Regions from separate parts of the Mus musculus genome. Here region 2 is linked to region 1. The links are chromatin contacts, called in public Hi-C maps. All regions are on one chromosome and are shown on one strand. The core of a region is the stretch at or near the end of the contact, and the rest is flanking DNA. Distances in the headings are between cores, read along the strand shown. Region 1 overlaps Supt3 (SPT3, SAGA and STAGA complex component). Region 2 overlaps Supt3 (SPT3, SAGA and STAGA complex component).

Evidence for each region. A called contact is a pair of places that touch in the nucleus more often than the background predicts.
Region 2: a Hi-C map of the C2C12 cell line shows a contact between it and region 1, with 1.9 times the contacts expected there. The contact joins two enhancer-like sites. A contact is called at or near these places in 1 of 15 datasets of contacts at CTCF or cohesin (the NIH/3T3 cell line), 5 of 484 Hi-C or Micro-C datasets (the C2C12 cell line, the HPC-7 cell line, cumulus cells and 2 more) and 1 of 115 datasets of contacts at active chromatin or transcription factors (the 230-238 cell line).

Annotation. Positions count from the first base shown.
Region 1 is chr17:44,796,190-44,801,017 of GRCm38.p6, reverse strand. The region is part of intron 2 of Supt3 (SPT3, SAGA and STAGA complex component); the gene reads right to left. It also overlaps a transcript of Runx2 not described here. Among named protein-coding and RNA genes, the nearest start is that of Supt3, 21 kb to the right of the region's middle. Within about 2 kb of position 3,422, at least 17 of the 459 cell types and tissues checked have an H3K27ac peak or open chromatin away from gene starts, as enhancers often do. A contact at or near this core is called in the C2C12 cell line and the NIH/3T3 cell line, where this site is marked.
Region 2 is chr17:45,031,974-45,036,339 of GRCm38.p6, reverse strand. It overlaps Supt3 (SPT3, SAGA and STAGA complex component), which reads right to left. Exons shown (of 12, transcript NM_178652.3): 7 at 3,027-3,102. Among named protein-coding and RNA genes, the nearest start is that of Gm35097, 110 kb to the left of the region's middle. Within about 2 kb of position 2,534, at least 32 of the 459 cell types and tissues checked have an H3K27ac peak or open chromatin away from gene starts, as enhancers often do. A contact at or near this core is called in the C2C12 cell line and the NIH/3T3 cell line, where this site is marked.

The DNA.
Region 1 (4,828 bases), core at 2,173-4,672:
CTTTAAAGAAGGGCCTGTGCCTGAGTAAGAGTGGCAGGAAGTCTCAGTTTGTTAGGCCTGCTCCAGACAACACTAAGTAAGGCAAGGGTCCAGCTGCCCACTTCTCAAACTAAGCAGAGCATCCAGTAGCTTTCTACTAATCCCTCATTCTCAGGGACTCAAGAGCCCAAGGAGAAAAGGTGAACCTAATTTTACTTCCAAACACAACTTTCACATGCAGAGAGCAACTTATGTCCCTTACTGCTGAGTTTACCCACAATGACCAAGCACTTGCACAATGATCTCCTGAAAAGTTCTGTCTCCTTGTTACTTGAGGCATCCTGCAAATCATGACACTGCATAATGATATCAGCTACTAGCTAGTCCTCATGCTATCAACAATTTCTCATCAGATAGGTTTTCCAGATGCCTTGAAGGTTTTTGCTTTTATTTTGCAACTGTGACTATAATCATGACATTCTTGCTCATGTATGTCTTTCCACTCTGTGCAGATGAGCACATACATCCAATCTTCCCCTTCCCTCCCTCTGCTCACATTGCCTCTAAGTTCATAGCATTGCATCTACACAGTATCCCTGAAGCAGTGTCCAGTGGTTGCGACCCAGACTAAGTTGGTGAAACTGCTGCTGTTGGGTAAAATCATGTTGCTCCTAGCATGTTTGAGATGCTCACAAATCACTTCCAATCCTCACTCCAAACTCACCAGCAGAGATCTCAAGCGGATGGGTAGACTTTTGCATCTAGTCCTCTTCTGATGTTTTATAGCACTTTCTTACTGGTAAAATAGTGTTTGACCGTGATTGCCTGTTTTCCCCCTCTTCCCTTGCATGGTTACTGATTGAAGAAAAATGTTAATGTAGGTAGGATACTGTCAAGCCAAAGAGGAAATCAAGTTCTGTTTCCTGGCATGCACAGTGATGTGCAGTACAGAGCTGCTGCCATGATCAGCAGTGGAGGGAGGGCTGCTTCAACTGCTTTCCCCAGCATTTTCTAGTCAGCCTGCACTTACCTTACCTGTGCTTACATCTTTAATTTGGATCTGTCCTTAATTGCAAATATGTTCTGCTGTTCATTCACACCTGTATGAACTTTTTTTTCCCCATATATGTCTTGTGACTACAATATGTCCTGTGCCCTAGATCCTAAACTTTCAACAGAGAGCTCAGATCTAGAGCCTTCCCTTTGAATGGCATCTGGTAGAGCTGTGTAAGCAATCAGGTGGTTAGTAATTTTATGACGTTCTGGTCAATGCCTTGTAAGAGACTACAAGGAAGGGGATGTTTACCACACATTTAACAATCACTGAGAATTAAGAGTTAATTAATTAAGTATTAAGCAAGTTAGTACTTTGGGCACAGAAACTGTATCTAAACCAGTACTTGTTTTTGACTAGAAAGGCTCAAGGAGAAAAAGAAAGAAAGAAAAAGAAAATACTGACTCTGTAAGGTGAGCCTAAGACAAAAAAGAATACCTGGAAAGAGAAAATAGGAGCACTTCAGAAATAAGCAATGGCATGAGCCCACATGGAGAGCCAACAGGGAGACAGTGAGCCAAACAGAAGATCTGAAACCTTAAACCTCCCTACACATGAGGCTGTAACAGGATAGCTCAGCTCTCACCATGTCCTATTCTCTACTCAAGCTTTATCCTTACAGGCTTAGACACCTCTCCCGGAAGCCCTGAGTCAGAACTCAACAAACCTGATAAGTCTGACAAAAGAATTACATATAAAGATGCTTCTGAGAACAGGAGACAGAGAAACTACCCATTTACCTGTGCTGTACCCCACGGACATTTTAAGGTAAAAAGGTGACACAAGCTGTCAAAACTATCAGACATTCTCAAAGAGTATTAGATGTAAATATAATCAAGTACTACAAGAAAATCCAAATGTACATTCATGAGACTATATATAAAAGAACACGCCTGGTATCTTTAAAAGGCAGGGTAGGCTATGAATGGTCAAACTTTTTACCAAAGCACAAAACTGTAAAATTGGTTAGAGGCCAACAGTTTTAGAGGCTCAACTTTATGAAATTTTGCTCATTAAAAATCATTTGAATGTTACTGTATTCATTTTTCAAGCTCAGTGGAACATTTTGTCATGTCCCTTATCACAAAAAATAAGTAAACATTATACATAGCCAATCATATATATTTTTGATTTAACATCATTTACTTTAGACATTACTCATAAAACTAGAAATAATCAATTATAAAAATACATTCATAGAAGTCTAAAACCCTTTTTCACTTTAGGAATCAGTAGTTTCAAACATTTCCTTATGAGTCTGTTCAAACAGCAAATTTTAAGATGCACGTAGCATCTCAAACAGACACGGAGAAGCAGCTCTCGCTGCCGAGAGAATGAAGGAAAGGACTTCTCCATGTTGGTGATGAAATTCCTATAGCTCCACTGAGCACAATTTGAAAGCACCAATTTTATGATCAGACTTGCCACCAACACCTTTAAAAATAAATGTTTCTACTTAATAGTGCTATTTCCCCAGTTCAAAGTCAGAGATCTTACTGATTCAACCAAATATGTGGATCTTATATTTACTGTAGACATATAGTTAATGACACTGGTTGCTGAGTACATAACAGGGTCCCATAGGTTTCCATGGAAGGAATGTTCTCAGGCCTCACCTCCAAAACATGGGACAATCCTAACACCCAACCCATAGTTCATGGACTAGGTCTGTTGTGCTGAGGCAGTGCACAGTGCTGTGCTTTCCTGCTGCTGTTGGAAGGAAGAACAGAAATGCATATTTAAAGTCCCTCACCAGCGCTGCAGGCCTGGCTACTACTTTAGGACTTCACTTTGATTTCCTTCCCTGCCCTATCCTATTGTGTTATAATCTTGCTGTAAACAGCCCTGACAGATGCCTCAAATCTTTTTTGGAATTAAGATACAAATGATAAAACTCATTGCTCAATCTAATACCATTAGCTTCTCATTGGGCTAGAACACTGGTTCTCAACCTATGGGTTGAGACCCCTTTCACAGGGGGTCACCTAAGACCAACAGAAAACAGAGATATTTAAAGTTCATAACAGTAGCAAAATTACAGTTATGAGGCAGCAACAAAAAATAAATTTGTTTGGGAGTCACCGCATCATGCAGAACTGTATTAAAGGGTCACTACATTAGGGAGATTAAGAACACTGCTCTAAGATAAAGACCTTGGGCTTTCTCCTTTAACTAGTTTGTAAAAGTATCTTTTATTCTGCTGAGTTAATTGTCATCTAGGTGGCTTACTGCCTCCCTCTGCTAACCTAGGCCTAGTCCTAGAAGCTTCTAGGCTCTGAGTAATCTATTCTAGGCCTAGAATGTTCTCAGCCTCTAAGACTTACTGCTATTCAGCTTATGCAAGCTCACCTTCTCTTTTGCTTTCTGAACTCTGGCTAGCTGATCAACTCAGCTGTTCTGGCTCAAAACCCCTCTCCACGCTGACTGACTCATGCTGGCTTATCCTGAATTGCTCAGCTTGACCTCGAACTGACTCCAGCCATCTGTTCTAATCTTCTAGCTACTTCGAATTCTCTTGTTTGTTTTGTCTTTATCTGTATCAAGTTTGTTCTCTCTCCAAACTGTCTCTGTAAAACTCTCCAGGTAAAACTGCCTCCTTCTTTTTAGCACAGGAGAGTTGGGCACTTCCTATTCTGTCACACCTTTCTCTGACCTTGTCTGCCACTCAGTCATCACTTTCAAGAAGGGTGCTTCCTTCTACAAACTAACATTACCTTTGCTGTTTGGGATTAAAGGTGTGTACTAAAGGGCCTGTCTGAATTCCAGCCAGAGAGATTAAAGGTGGGTGTGCTAAGGCTGAGCCACACCATAACTAGAAACAGTTTTTTTCAGTAAATAACACAATCTTGGGGCTCACAGTGTAATCAAATACTCTGCAACACTAGTTCACTATTCCCATGAGCCTCTAAGACCTAACAAGCTAACCTGTGCAATGTCTGACTGATTTGTTACTCTCCTTCATTCCTGGTGCCACTGTCTCTCCCCCAGCCAATCCAACTTCCATGGTGCTACTTACATATTCTCCTCAGTCAAGGTCAATGCACATCAAACCTGTCACTTGGCAAACACCTTAGAAAGGTTTCCTATGCCCAGACAAAAGATTAAATTCCCTAGTCATCCATTCAGTTTGCCACATTCCAATACTGACCACCAGTCTGACAGTATTTTCTACAAGCGCATTTCCTTCAGCTACATTCAAGCTACCTGAAGCTCACTCCTAGTGCTCTCCTTCACTTGTGGTGCTCCTTCCTTGTGCTGTCACCCTCCCCTAGGTTTCTGAAGGTTTAAACAGTACCTATCTAAAGAAAGATCAAATGGTATTATTTTCATAAGATTCCTCCTCGCAGCTGAAAACCCTCTCAGCCTCCTCTGTCTTACCGCGGGAGAACATCAGTAACCTTTCTTTACATACTTATGTTCTCAATCGCCGGCCATTCTGCGTCCACCTGTGGGGAAGACCCTACTTACACACGTGTGTTTAATTACTAGTTGGTGAGTCCAGAACTGAAGCTGCAGAATCCACTTGTCTCCTACTGTATTCGGAGAAAGCCTTTTAAAGGAGCTGACTGGCGAGGAAAAAGAGTTGATAATGTAATAAAAACCTCACCCTCTCGAGCAGCCACAGATGCCTTGTGATGAGGCAGAGCTTAGAGTACACTATGTTTCACACTCCATGAAGACAGAAATATACTTAATGGTGTGCACCTGCCTCCCACATACCAAGCCAGGATTGTACAAATTAGAGATTGTGAATTCAAATTCTACCCAGGCGACTTAAAACCCATGTTTTCTGTG
Region 2 (4,366 bases), core at 1,285-3,784, 240 kb before region 1:
AGTGCTTCACAATATGTTACCATTGGCCAGAATTTTAGTTACCAATAGAAAAGCTGCCTTCTCCACACAACTTTTTCTTGTTGAAATAAAATTCTGGAAGAAAAAGTGTGATGAAGGAAGACAGAAAGAAACTGCATTTCCAATCCTTCTCAAAACTGTGAACTACTAAAATTGTGAACTGAGAATTAAACAAACCATTGCTAGCCTGAGATAACCCATAGCTATGTCTTTGCTGACTATGGAGATGTCCAAATTCTTAGGCCTAACTCTCTAAACCAAACTTTCTGCCCTTCTGGCCCAGAGGCTGTGAGCTGGTCTTCAGCTAGCTCGTTGTTCTCATCTGCCCCCACCCCACCCATCACCTCCTAAACGCCAATCCTGAGCATCCAAGGAAAAGGTTCTTACATGGTTGATGGAAGTGGCCACATTTATTTCATGTGTGTACAGATTTCTCAGACCATGGTGTAAGTTCTTTGCTAGCAGAGAACATGCTTCAAATTCTTGGACATTAGGTAATCAGACCATGCATACATGGAACCAGGCAGCACACAGTCCTTTCATGAAATGCCTGTACCTGCCCCGAGTTAACAGTCTGATTGGACTTCTTTAGACATTACTAATTTAACTAGAAATTTAGAGGGAGAAGGGCAGATAGTATAGATTTAATCATATCTGTAAGGGAATCTTAAAAACAAAACATTGATTATCTTGTGACTAATGTGGCCTTAGTGGTCTGTAAGTCTCACCAACTCAGAGCATGGTGTTTGGTTCTGGTCAGAATTCTCATGCACTCCACACACAGGAGCGTTCCTTTACATAAAGCACAGAGGACATGAGGCCTTGCTATTGATGCTCATGTCCTAGGCTGTCAAATGTGGCAGAATGATGATAATTCCCCTCAAAGCCCCCTCTAAAGTATCCAGCCTTCAGATCTCTGACATGCAGCATTCCATCTAGCAAGCAAGCTGGAGCGGCTCACAAACGCTTGTTCAACATCTGTGGAATACTTCTCAAGTTCAGGTTAAAGAGGCAGCAATTTGGCACGATCAATAAAATGGGCCTTCTTCCTCTATTGCCCCATGACAGAGCACTAGGAACACAGAGGCACACAGTGACTATTTTAAGCAACCTGCTTTTAAGGTAAGAAAAGGATTATTATTAGTTTTCAGCCCCACCCCATAAGGGAGAGAATTAGCAATGTCTTTGCAAGAGTGTGAGCACTCACTGTAGAGATGTGAGTCCCCACTGTTTCCCCAGAAAATAAAATGCCTGCTGTTAACAGACTCACCATGGCAATAGTAAATAAACAAATGACTAAAAAAAATATTTTTAGTGAAATGCTAGAGTCTATTCTTTACATTTTTTAAACACCTGTTTGTCTGTGAGGGGTATGGCAGTATGTGTACATGTGCCCCAGTGTGCTCATGGAGGTCACTCAGTGTGCATAGCACCACTGATCTCAGAAACTGCCATGAACAGATACTTAAGAAGGCAAGTCACAGTTCCCACATCCTGGGAATTCATCAGGAGGAGAAGACTGCCCAGAGCCGCACTCTCCACCTGCACAGGGATGCCTCCTGTTGTAGGAACAGAGTCTCCCGCCCAGGTTCCATGATGAAGCTCTCATGGACACTATATGATATTCTTAAATGACAAAATCTTTTAATCCCACAGAAAAGAAAATTATACATAATATGCTACATATTCTGTAATTTTATCAGACGGAGAAACTATTACGTTCCATCCACAATAGTTTTTCTTTGTGAATAACACAACAGAAAAGAAATAACAAAATCCAGTTTTCAAACAAAAGATGCAAGACAAGACCAAGACCATCAGTTGCAATGTGCAACAGCACTTCCATTTTTTCTTGTGAATTTAGTTTAAAATATGATTTAAAAAATTGTTCAACTGCACTAAATGCTACTTTATGAACTGGAGATTTATGCTTATAAAATACTTGAATGCCGTATTTAAACCCCAAAATTACCATACAAAACCCTCTCATTTGCTGAAATTGCCATGATCTGAAGTGTCATTTACTTAATGCTTCACAGATGTCCTATGCCAAGTTGTTAGTCAGATTGGAAAATATATTTTTTTTTTAGAAAAAAATCTTACAAAACACGTTTTCTTATATTCTACTGATGCTTGCATGGGGCAGTGCGATTTGAAATGTGTCATTTATCTGCACTTCATGATCTAAAAGGCTGTTCTCATTTTCTTTTTCCAAATCAAATACATGGTTATCGTGACCACACAGTTGCTTTTCATTTAAAGACATCATTGTTTCTATAACTTCTCAGATGAGGGTCATGTGTGACTGTGTCATAGCTTTAAATGTACTCTTCATTGCCCTTTCTTTTGACCTTTACCGCAAGAGCCCTAGTCATCGCAGGGCTGATGCAGTCTGGCCCATGGTTAGGGTCGCAAGTGCTTTTCCCAGCTGCTGTTGAGGGAGGGAAGACCCTGGTTTCACTGTGAAGTGAGGTCACTCCCGTGGCAGAAGCACTGACTCATGGCTCTGGCTAGCACTTAGCGCATGCTGCAGTAGGAGGCTGAGGACAACGGGAAGTGCATGACTGAGAAGCCACTGTGTGGGAACATGAGTGTGCATAAAAGCGAGGATGGGGCTTACAGTGAACATTGGAGGCTTTTAAATGTCATGACTACTAATGTCACTATGGGTCAAGTGCAGTCAGCAATACTGTATTTCAGTAAGTAAGCATGACCAGGAAATGGGAAAGTAAGAAAAAAGTGACTGTTCTGATTACAGAGGCTGTAAGAATAGTTCCATGGCTGCCTCTGTGTGCATATGCTTCAACTTTCTGACCACCATTAACTGTGTAGCAGGAGAGTACAGTGAGGTCTTCAGGCTCCCCTGCACAGACACTGTTTCTGTAATGACCGTAAGGGTGCATGCACTGAATACACTAGTTTCTAAGAAACAGAGAGCATGTCACAATCTAGCACACCTGGAACACAATTCCTCACACATCTGTTAGTGACGTAAAATGTGTACTCACAGAAACTTAACTGTCGGCTTTCACAGAATTCTGCATATTGAGCTGAATCCATAGTACGAGTCTGTCTTTCTGCTCTCTAATGGAAAATAAATAAATAAATAAATCAACCAACCAACCAACCCCAAGTTTTTAAAGAAGTAGACTCTTAACATACATTTCCAGAGTAGATATTTAGGCTTTTTGTACCATTTTCTTGATCTAAGAGAGCAGTCAAGTCTGGTGACAGACATGAAATATGTTACATAACCATGACAAATAATCAGAGCTGTGCTGGGGCTGGGGCTGGAGCCAGAGTCCATGGCAGACAGTGTACCATCCTTCCAGAGGACCTGAATTTGGTTCCCAGTGCTCACATCTGGTGAATCACAATCAACTGTAATTCCAGCTCCAAGGGATCAGAGGCCCTCTTCTGGCCTCCGCTGGCTCCGTGTTCATGTACACACACATGTAATTGAAAAGAAAATACAAAAATACAAAGTAAAAGCTGGCAGTTGTGAAGTTTATTTCTTTTGGAAATAAAGCTTACAATACTTTCTGCTCTGTTGCTATTAAAGTTAAAACTCAAGGACTTGCTTACTTAGCCAACACACATCTAATGTGTTCTATTTATCCCATCCTTTAAAAACAAAAGCAAACACTGTGGGGAGGAGAAGGCAGACATCGAAACCATTATTAACTATTTATCTGCTTTACAGTGTGGTGTGGCGACATGAAAACAGGAGTCAATGCCTGAGATCCATATATCCCCCTCAGAACACAGTGCCAGAGTTAACAGTCTTCTCAATTACAAAGAAAATAAGGGGAAAGGTAAACACAACACAGCTCCTTTAATCTGCGTCCACAGATGATTCACAGCTTGGGCTAGCTGCACTCGTGGCTTTCCTGATCCAGGCCAGCAGATGTTTGCTCCTACACTGTCTCACAGAGGTAGCATAATTATACTTCACCCATGGTTTGGTGGCAAAGGCTACGACCGCTTCCGCTTCCTTGGTAAGGGAAGCAGTTTGAGATGACACAGCCTGGTACTTCTTGGAAGGGGAGTCTGACTAGTACCAGCAAAAGAAAAAAGAAAAAAAAATCCCTGAGATTTTAGTTTTTCTGCAGTGGAAGGACTTTCTCACGTTCTTTCTCACAGCTGTGGATAGATATCATCAACATAGTATTTCTAATGGCCATGCATTTTTCCTTTCTTGTCTGATGTGAGTTGCATTGTCGGTTTACAGGCTTGTCACCTGAGGTGCTTCTCAGGGCAGAAAAGACAAATGAGGCAAGGGCAAGGAAAAAGGGAGCACCTACTGCTGGGGATCCTTAAGAACATGGTTCTTCTTGACTCCGCCTCC